2 separate regions of the Rattus norvegicus genome follow, and region 2 is linked to region 1. A link is a contact called in public Hi-C data. All regions are on one chromosome and are shown on one strand. The core of a region is the stretch at or near the end of the contact, and the rest is flanking DNA. Distances in the headings are between cores, read along the strand shown.

Region 1 (3,784 bases), core at 708-3,207:
GAGGCTCACGGTTTCTTCTGGATCAAGCTGCTGCACTGATTCACATTTGATGTTTGCAGAGTAGACTGAACTGCTGCTGTTGATTCATGTTTGGTGTTTTCCTAGAGGACTGGACTGCTGCTGATGAGATTTGGAATCACCCGCCAAAGAACTATTTCTAACCATGTCCACAACTCTGCATCCGATTAGCCTTTCTTTTCCCCTACCTCTTGTGGGTGCAGGGCTAGAGGGGAGGTTAAAGCGTTAAAGAACCACTTTTAAAGTAGGTTTTGAAAAATCAAAGCCTATACTGGCTGAACTGGGTTTTATTTCACTTTGTTCATTTTTCTGTTCTATGGTTAGTGCTGTCCCCCAAGCTACATGGGCTTAAATTTGCTGGAAAAAGTTTGATACAGTGAAGGGAAGTGTCAAGTGATTCTGAAATAAAATTTTAGTGTTTTAAAGGTTCTTAATATTATCTTATCTCCTCCTTTTCAAAAAAATGTTCGATTATTTTTGAGTTTAGAACCCCCAAAGCCACAAAACAGTTGAAAACCACTTCCATGGAGAAACATATGGGAAGATGCTTGGAGTCAGCAGAGAAGTATTTCAACCAGGAGAATGAGCTGTGGCCCTGTGGTCCCAGGCGGTGCTGTGCAAGGATATGGCTTATATATTTGTTTAAATATCCACATGTTTCAGTAAGGAGACATCTGCAAGGTGTCCTCTGTTGAAGGTCAATGATTAATCTAGTAATGCCGGCCCAGGGGAAATTCAAATCAAAAGGGAAATGTACAAACAAGTATTCAATCTTTTAAATCTTTGCTATGTAATTTAAGGGAAATATATTGTTACTTAATCTAAATTTAGCCAAGTCCTGAATTGCAGAATGTATTTGCTCAAAAAGGTTTGAGGCCAGGTTTTGACTTTTTTTTTTCAGCTCCTGAAGGCAAACCTGGTGTCATGATAACATCTCTAAGTACTCATTGAACTCTTCAAGAATGGCACCATGGCCGGTTTGCCAAAGACAACTCTCTGACCCTTAATATGCATTTTCCCCTAAAAAACGTTCATGGTCTATCACAGTAAAGTGAGGGTTGCTACTCTAACAGAAGGAGACAATTATAGAAGTGTTTCCTCCTTTGGTCTGAGATGTCTCTCCTCCATCCTCTCCATAGCACCCAATTCTCCACCTTTAAAACATTATTCATTGGGGCTGGAAAGATGGCTCAGCGGTTAAGAGCACTGACTACTCTTCCAGAGGTCCTGAGTTCAAATCCCAGCAACCACATGGTGGCTCACAACCATCTGTAATGGGATCCGATGCCCTCTTCTGGTGTGTCTGAAGGCAGCTACAGTGTACTCATATACAATAAAATAAAATCTTAAAAAAAAAACATTATTCATTAATGTTATGTGTATGTGGGAGTCTGTGTGTGTACTTCTTACAGTTAACCCACAGAAGCCAGAAGAGGACATCAATCTCCTGTAATGGGAGTTACAGGTAGTTATGAGCTAATGTGGGTGCTGGGAACTGAGCCCAGACCCTCTGCAAGAGCAACAAGGGCTCTTAACTACTGGGCCGTCTGTCTCTCAGAGCCCCACTAACTCCCTTTCTCATCTAGACCCTCTAGCCAAACAACCGGGGCGTGGTCACTGTTTTAAGAAGATGCCATTAATAAATGTTCTTGGAGTGATACTGAGATTGGGGAGAGGCTGTAACGTCTTGTGTGTATCCATTAGTTCCTTGGCACAGATTGATTTCTTCATTGTCCTCCTAGATCTCAAAGTCTCAGCCACAGATTTGAGGAACTGAAAGACAAGGAGGAAAAAGGAAGTAATGTAGGTGTAGGGGAAGGGGGTAGAATAGGGAAGCCACTCTGGCTGAGAGAAGGAGGGGAACCACTATGTTCTGAGCAGCTTAAGAGTGTCAGCCTTGGGAAAACAGGCTCAGACTGACAAGGGAGCTGTCACAGGTAGTGGTCAAAGGCAGTCTGACACATGCCTCAAGCTTCCCTGGTATTCCTGCACTTAACAGGGAGTTCACATGTGAAAAACTATTGTTCCTAGGGAGTCCAGCAGAGGGCGCTGTTGCCCAACATAAGCTACACTCAAATTCAAAACCATTTCTCAGTTGGGTAAAACAATGTCCCCTTCCTAGCCCAATGTGTGGAAATTCATCTATTGAGCAGATTGATTTCCCCAGCTCTCTTGTGGGCCGTGATGACTGTTTATGACAGAATCTCTGCTGAGTACATGTTGCGGCAGAATGGATGTCACCACTGTAGCCAAGACTGAAGAGACACCTAGGAGGAGAACACCATTTTACTGTATATAAGATGCACATGAGTCTTGTACACAGGACGCAGGTGAGTCCTGTATTAGGAGGCCCAGTATGCAAACACTTTCACACATGTGAAAGGAAATTTGGAAGTAAGGTCCAGGAACGTTAGAGCGAAGGCTCTACGTTTCAGGAAAACAGAGAATGCACACAAGCAATGGAGGAGCCCTTGAGGGAAAAGTCCTACAGCGAGTCACCTTCACAGTGTCTCTTTCTTTGATTCCAGCCAAAGCCCTTTAGGAAAAAGAGGTTGAACATGCCCAGAACTAAACTACCTACTCCCTTTATGCTACAGCTGCACATACCCAGAACTAAGTTATCTACTATCTTTACACCCCAGTCCTGTATTCTCATGACTGCTCTTGTTCTATTTCAGTCTTCACAACATTCTCCATGAGTTTGGGTTAAATGTGCCCAGCAATATGGTTGGCACCTTTCCTCTCTGAGCCAGGGACCCACGCCAAGCTGGTTCAGCACTGTACATCTTAAACTGAGTATACCTGGGAGTATGCCCCAGTGGTCGTCTCAATTTGCTCCATGTAATTAAGTCTCTGGCTCTGCCCGAGCGTTACTGATACAGATGATGCTTACAGCTCACCATTGGACTGAGCATTCGGGTGCCCCAATGGAGGAGTTAGAGAAATGACTGAGGGAGCTGAAGGGGTTTACAACCCCATAGAAACAACAATATCAACCAACCAGAAACCGCCCCCCACCTCCCAAGAGCTCCCGGGGATTAAACCATACAATCAAAGAGTACACATGGAGGGACACATGGCTCCAACTGCATATGTAGCAGAGGATGGCATTGTCTGGCATAAATAGGAAAGAAGTCCTTGGTCCTGTGAAGGCTCAATTCCCCAGTGTAGGGGAATGGCAGGGTGTTGAGGTGGGAGAGGGTGGGTGGGAGTGGGAGCATCCTCATAGAAGCAGAGGGAGGGGCATGGGAGAAGGGGGAAGGGGATAACATTTGAAATGTAAATATGTAAAATATCCAATAAAAAATATAAAAAGATTAACCCTTCTCCATGTTCTCCTTCTATGGTTATGTTTATTGACTTTGCAACCACTGAGAAATCATCCCCTGCCAAGGTCTTGACTGGGTGGGTTGGGCAAGCCTTGATTTACCATAGAGGGTCCATCAGCTCCTGGCATCATTATGGCTGCTGTGTACTAGGTTAGGTGTCTAGAAATGTTGACACATGGCTGTAGGATTGAACATCAAGATTTATTAAGAAATGAGTAAGTGTATAGCAGGCTGTTTGTGCAGCATTACATAATAACTATTTTAACTCATTACAAAGAGACTCACACAAATGGACTTTTTGTGGCAGAAGCTAAACAATGGTTAGAGGCAATTTAGACTTGGCCATGGGAGTCACAGCAGGTGCCGGTGTTTAGGGCTCTGTTAATTCAGATTTGCCAGGAGAGACCAGTAGTGGCATGCCCTGTCCGTTTCAGACT
Region 2 (4,123 bases), core at 1,347-3,846, 210 kb after region 1:
TCAAGATTAGTACTGGTCACAGGCTTTTTTTTTTTTTTTTTTTGGTTCTTTTTTTTTCAGAGCTGGGGACCGAACCCAGGGCCTTGCGCTTCCTAGGCAAGCACTCTACCACTGAGCTAAATCCCCAACCCCCACAGGCTTCTTTCCTACAGAAATCATGAAAATAGGAAGACAAAAAGTCCCCCTTAAAAGTGTCCCACAGGCAGAGTTCCATTAATGGCCCAGCTCAGCAAGAGCCCGGGACAAGACACACCTCTCTCCTTCAATGATGAGAGATCGATTTTGCCACCGAATAACCAACTGGAGCAAGTGAGAGGCTCCTGGTGCACAACTAAGTTTTGCAAATTATTGTGATAAGACGGGGTGGGGGTGGCCAGAAGAAAGGGTGATTGGCATATAGTTAGAACTGTATGTAAAGTGAGTAGAGTAATCCAGCCCATGCTGGCTTCCTGAATGGCTTGACCTCAATGGGGTTTCCTTGGGTTGGATTCTTCACTTCCCACACTACTGAGCAGCTTCCATTTGCTGCCTGGGACTCTCCTAAGAGATTTTAGGGGCCCTCTGAAGGATGGTCCTACCGCTCTCTCTCTCTCTCTCTCTCTCTCTCTCTCTCTCTCTCTCTCTCTCCCTCTGTGTGTGTGTGTGTGTGTATGAGAGAGAGAGAGAGAGAGAGAGAGAGAGAGAGAGAGAGAGAGAGAGAGGCACAGAGTGGGGAACCTGGGGATGAAGGAGTTTTCTGTGCCTAGAGAGAGCAAATGTTATTTTGTGAGCATCCAGAGCCTTTGTTCCTCACCAATGCTCATGAATGGATGGCCTGTCCCATGGGGCTATTCAGAGTTAATGACCAGCCTTCTCTCTTCCTCCTGTGTCACTCCTGCTTGCCCTCTGGCCTGAGTTACTTGGAGTGCAAAGGTCTATTAGGGCATAATTATGTCTGTTCATCCTTGTATCTGTACTGATGAAATTGCTCCTCTATAGCTTGCAAAAAATGCAAAACCTGGCAACAGTTTCTTTTAAAGGGAATGGTCAAACAGTTTTTTATTAGAGAAGGGGTCTTCCTTTAAGGCTGATTGTGGGGCAACTATGCATCCACAAATCACTTTATTTTGCCTCTTTCTTGTCACCTGGCCTCATTGGTGGTACAGCTTTAGCGTTTTAAAGTTGGCCTATGCTACATGAGTGTAGGTTAAGAGACATTAAGCACATCAACCTTATCTAACATATGGGATGCAATCTCTTAGTCCTTTCTGGTGCTCCTTTTTTGTCTGTCACAATGGAGAAGAAATTCTGTTCTCAGGGGCAGAATTGACTTAAAAGTATGATGTCTTTGGATGTATTTAATAATTTCAAATTATTTTCTTCAGTTCTATTAAAGTATAACTGAAAACTGTGTATATTTGAAATATACAAGAGGATGATTTGATATATGTGTGTATTACATTAGTTGCTCTTACTGTCACGTGAGAGTCTGTGTCTTTTCCTTGTTCTTATGTTTATCAATTTTTCTTTTTAACACAAGCTTCATGAAAATGTTTGAAGCTAGAGATTCTCAAGATGGTTCCAGATCCAAGTCCCCACCCTTGAGTTCAGTTTCATCTTGTGAGTTGCTGGGGTAGATACTATCTCCCCATCCTGTTGTTTGCAGTACGAGGTGACTACAGCATAGAATTAGACACACGGACAGCATCAAGAATTGTGCTTTGCAATTTCAAGCCAGACAGGTCCCAGCACGGAGAGATAGGGGACCCCAGTCCCTTCCCTGACCAGGAAGCTCTTTGCAATTGGTAACTACTGCAAATGGCGAACCATTTCTCTCCAGTAGCTTCTCACTGAGTATATCAGCAATGCTCCAGGGCAGACGTCATGCCCAGGAACAGTTGGCCAACCTAAAAGTAACTCCATGCCTGTGCATAGGCTTTTATTTAATTTTGTTGTTTTGGTATTTTAAAAAAATTCTTTTGATGCTTTGTTGTTTGTTTTGATTTTCAGTGTGTGTGTGTGTGTGTGTGTGTGTGTGCTTATGTGTATGTGTGTATGTATCTGAGTATGTGTGTATGTGTATGTATGTATGTATGTATGTATGTATGTATGTATGTGTGCATGTATGTGTATGTGTGTAGTTTTGTTTGTTTTTGGGAGAGGGAGAGAGAGAACACAAAGTTGATTGAGTAAGGAGGTAGAGAGGATCTGGAAGGAGTTGAGGGAGGGAAAACATGATCAAATATATTGTATGAAAATCCTTTTCTTAATGAAAAAAAAAAAGAATTGTGTTTTGGCTTTTAAGAGTTGACTCTGAGGCCAGCCAGTGCTGTTTCAACTGCAACATATCACCCCATTTGGCAGCAGATGAGATCTGGACAGGGTTCAGCAAAGAAACAGGCCAAAGGGCAAAAGGGGTGGCCAGAACTTAATTTAGTCATGAAGGAAAATGGGGGTCAGTTGGGAGCAAGCGGACAGAATATCAGAACTGGCTAGAAATAACTAACTAGCCCACTCTCCCCAGAGGCTATGATAAGGAAGTCAAGCAAGGACAGCCCCAGCATTAACCACGTCCTAAGGCTCAACGTGGAGCAGGAGAGAGGCAGATTCTGCAGTACCACAGTTACTCATTTCCTGGATTCTGAAGCTGTGCCCTTTGCACAACAGGCGCTCAAGCTCTGGGAGGGGTTCACCTACTCCAGCTTCCCAGGACAAACCCTGATCCTAGAGATCACTCTACAGCCCTTGTGCTCTTTCCACCAGCTTCCCTTCTCAGCAGATGCGAGGGAGCATACACTGAGATGCCCTTTAATAGGCTCGGTAGCATGAGCACAAAAGATAAATATGGTATGTGGGAATGGGGGGGTGCAATGGACCAACAGAGTTTGGCTGGTGAGTTTCCTAGAGTTGAAGCATTTGTTTTTAATCAGCCTGGAAGCTGAAGAGGAAGTGAAAAGTTGCCATTGTCTGATGAAAGCTTGCCATGATCTGATGAAAGTTTGTTACAGGGACAAGATGAGGCCATCAAATATCACTCAAATTCCACTTTTGAGATGCTAAAATTCATTAGTGGATTTTTTTTTCAGGCCTCTTTTCAAAATTAGGCTTTTCTTCTTTCAGTTGAGGGTTCTACTTATCCAATGATACATTTTAAGGATTGTTAGAATGGTGGTGTGGGGGTCAGGAATGGCTGCTTTGCATCAGTGGACACCACCTGTGCCTCAGGGTTGTCCCCTCCCTAGGCACTCAGCACTCTGCAGGTTAGCATTTTGCAGTATGTCTCTTTCTCCAGTGCTCTAAGCCCTATTTCCTGTTGGGCTTCAAATTCTTGAGCACCCAAATCTTCTATTCCATGAGTAATCCTCATTTAAAAAAATGGGTTTTTTTTTTGCTTATAACCCATATGTGAAAAACAATTTACATTTATTAGGCCAGTTCATTTATATGAACCTGTATAAGTCAGAAATCTTAACATTATGACTTCCTGAGCTCTGACATTTCCTATTCTGCTTCTTCTATAATTTATTGGTTTTTGATTGAAAAACACACAACTGAAGACTCTTTAAGGCCTTTCGACATTCCAGCCATCTCAATTCTTCTTCTTCCTCTTCCTCTTCTATCATCATCATCATCATCATCATCATCATCATCATCATCATCATCATCATCAAGAAGGGCCTTGTTATGTAGTCTAGGCTGGTCTTGAACATGAAATCTTCCTCCCTCAAGCTCCCAAAGGCTAAGGTTACAAGTGTAAGCCACCACGCCTGACACACAATTGATTCATACAATATCTTTGGATAGCTACTGCTGAAGTTTAATTGCAAACTAGAATCTCTTGTTTCTGCTTTTAAATCCCTGGAACTTGGGTCCTACCACAGAAATGCGAGTTTAACTGTGTGGAGAATAAATGGATCAGGATTTTGAAAAGCTTTCAAGGGGCCCAAGGCTTAGTGACATTTGAGAAGGGCTGTAGAGACTCCTGTGTGCTGGAACCACTTCGGCAGCCGAATATATCTCTTCTCAGGTGTGTGTGCGCATGTGTGTGTGTGTGTGTGTGTGTGTGTGTGTCCCTACAGCCATTGCAAAAATTTGCTCTGGAGTGTGGAAGGACAATTTTCTAACTCCTTCTGGTTACATCACT

The links. A called contact is a pair of places that touch in the nucleus more often than the background predicts.
Region 2: a contact with region 1 is called in a Hi-C map of liver, with 2.9 times the contacts expected there. The contact joins two enhancer-like sites. A contact is called at or near these places in 2 of 12 Hi-C or Micro-C datasets (kidney and liver).

The regions. Positions count from the first base shown.
Region 1 is chr2:61,606,069-61,609,852 of GRCr8, forward strand. No RefSeq gene overlaps it. Among named protein-coding and RNA genes, the nearest start is that of C1qtnf3, 36 kb to the right of the region's middle. Within about 2 kb of position 1,958, at least 7 of the 93 cell types and tissues checked have an H3K27ac peak or open chromatin away from gene starts, as enhancers often do. A contact at or near this core is called in liver, where this site is marked.
Region 2 is chr2:61,811,340-61,815,462 of GRCr8, forward strand. The region is part of intron 2 of Adamts12 (ADAM metallopeptidase with thrombospondin type 1 motif, 12); the gene reads left to right. Among named protein-coding and RNA genes, the nearest start is that of Adamts12, 53 kb to the left of the region's middle. Within about 2 kb of position 2,597, at least 13 of the 93 cell types and tissues checked have an H3K27ac peak or open chromatin away from gene starts, as enhancers often do. A contact at or near this core is called in liver, where this site is marked.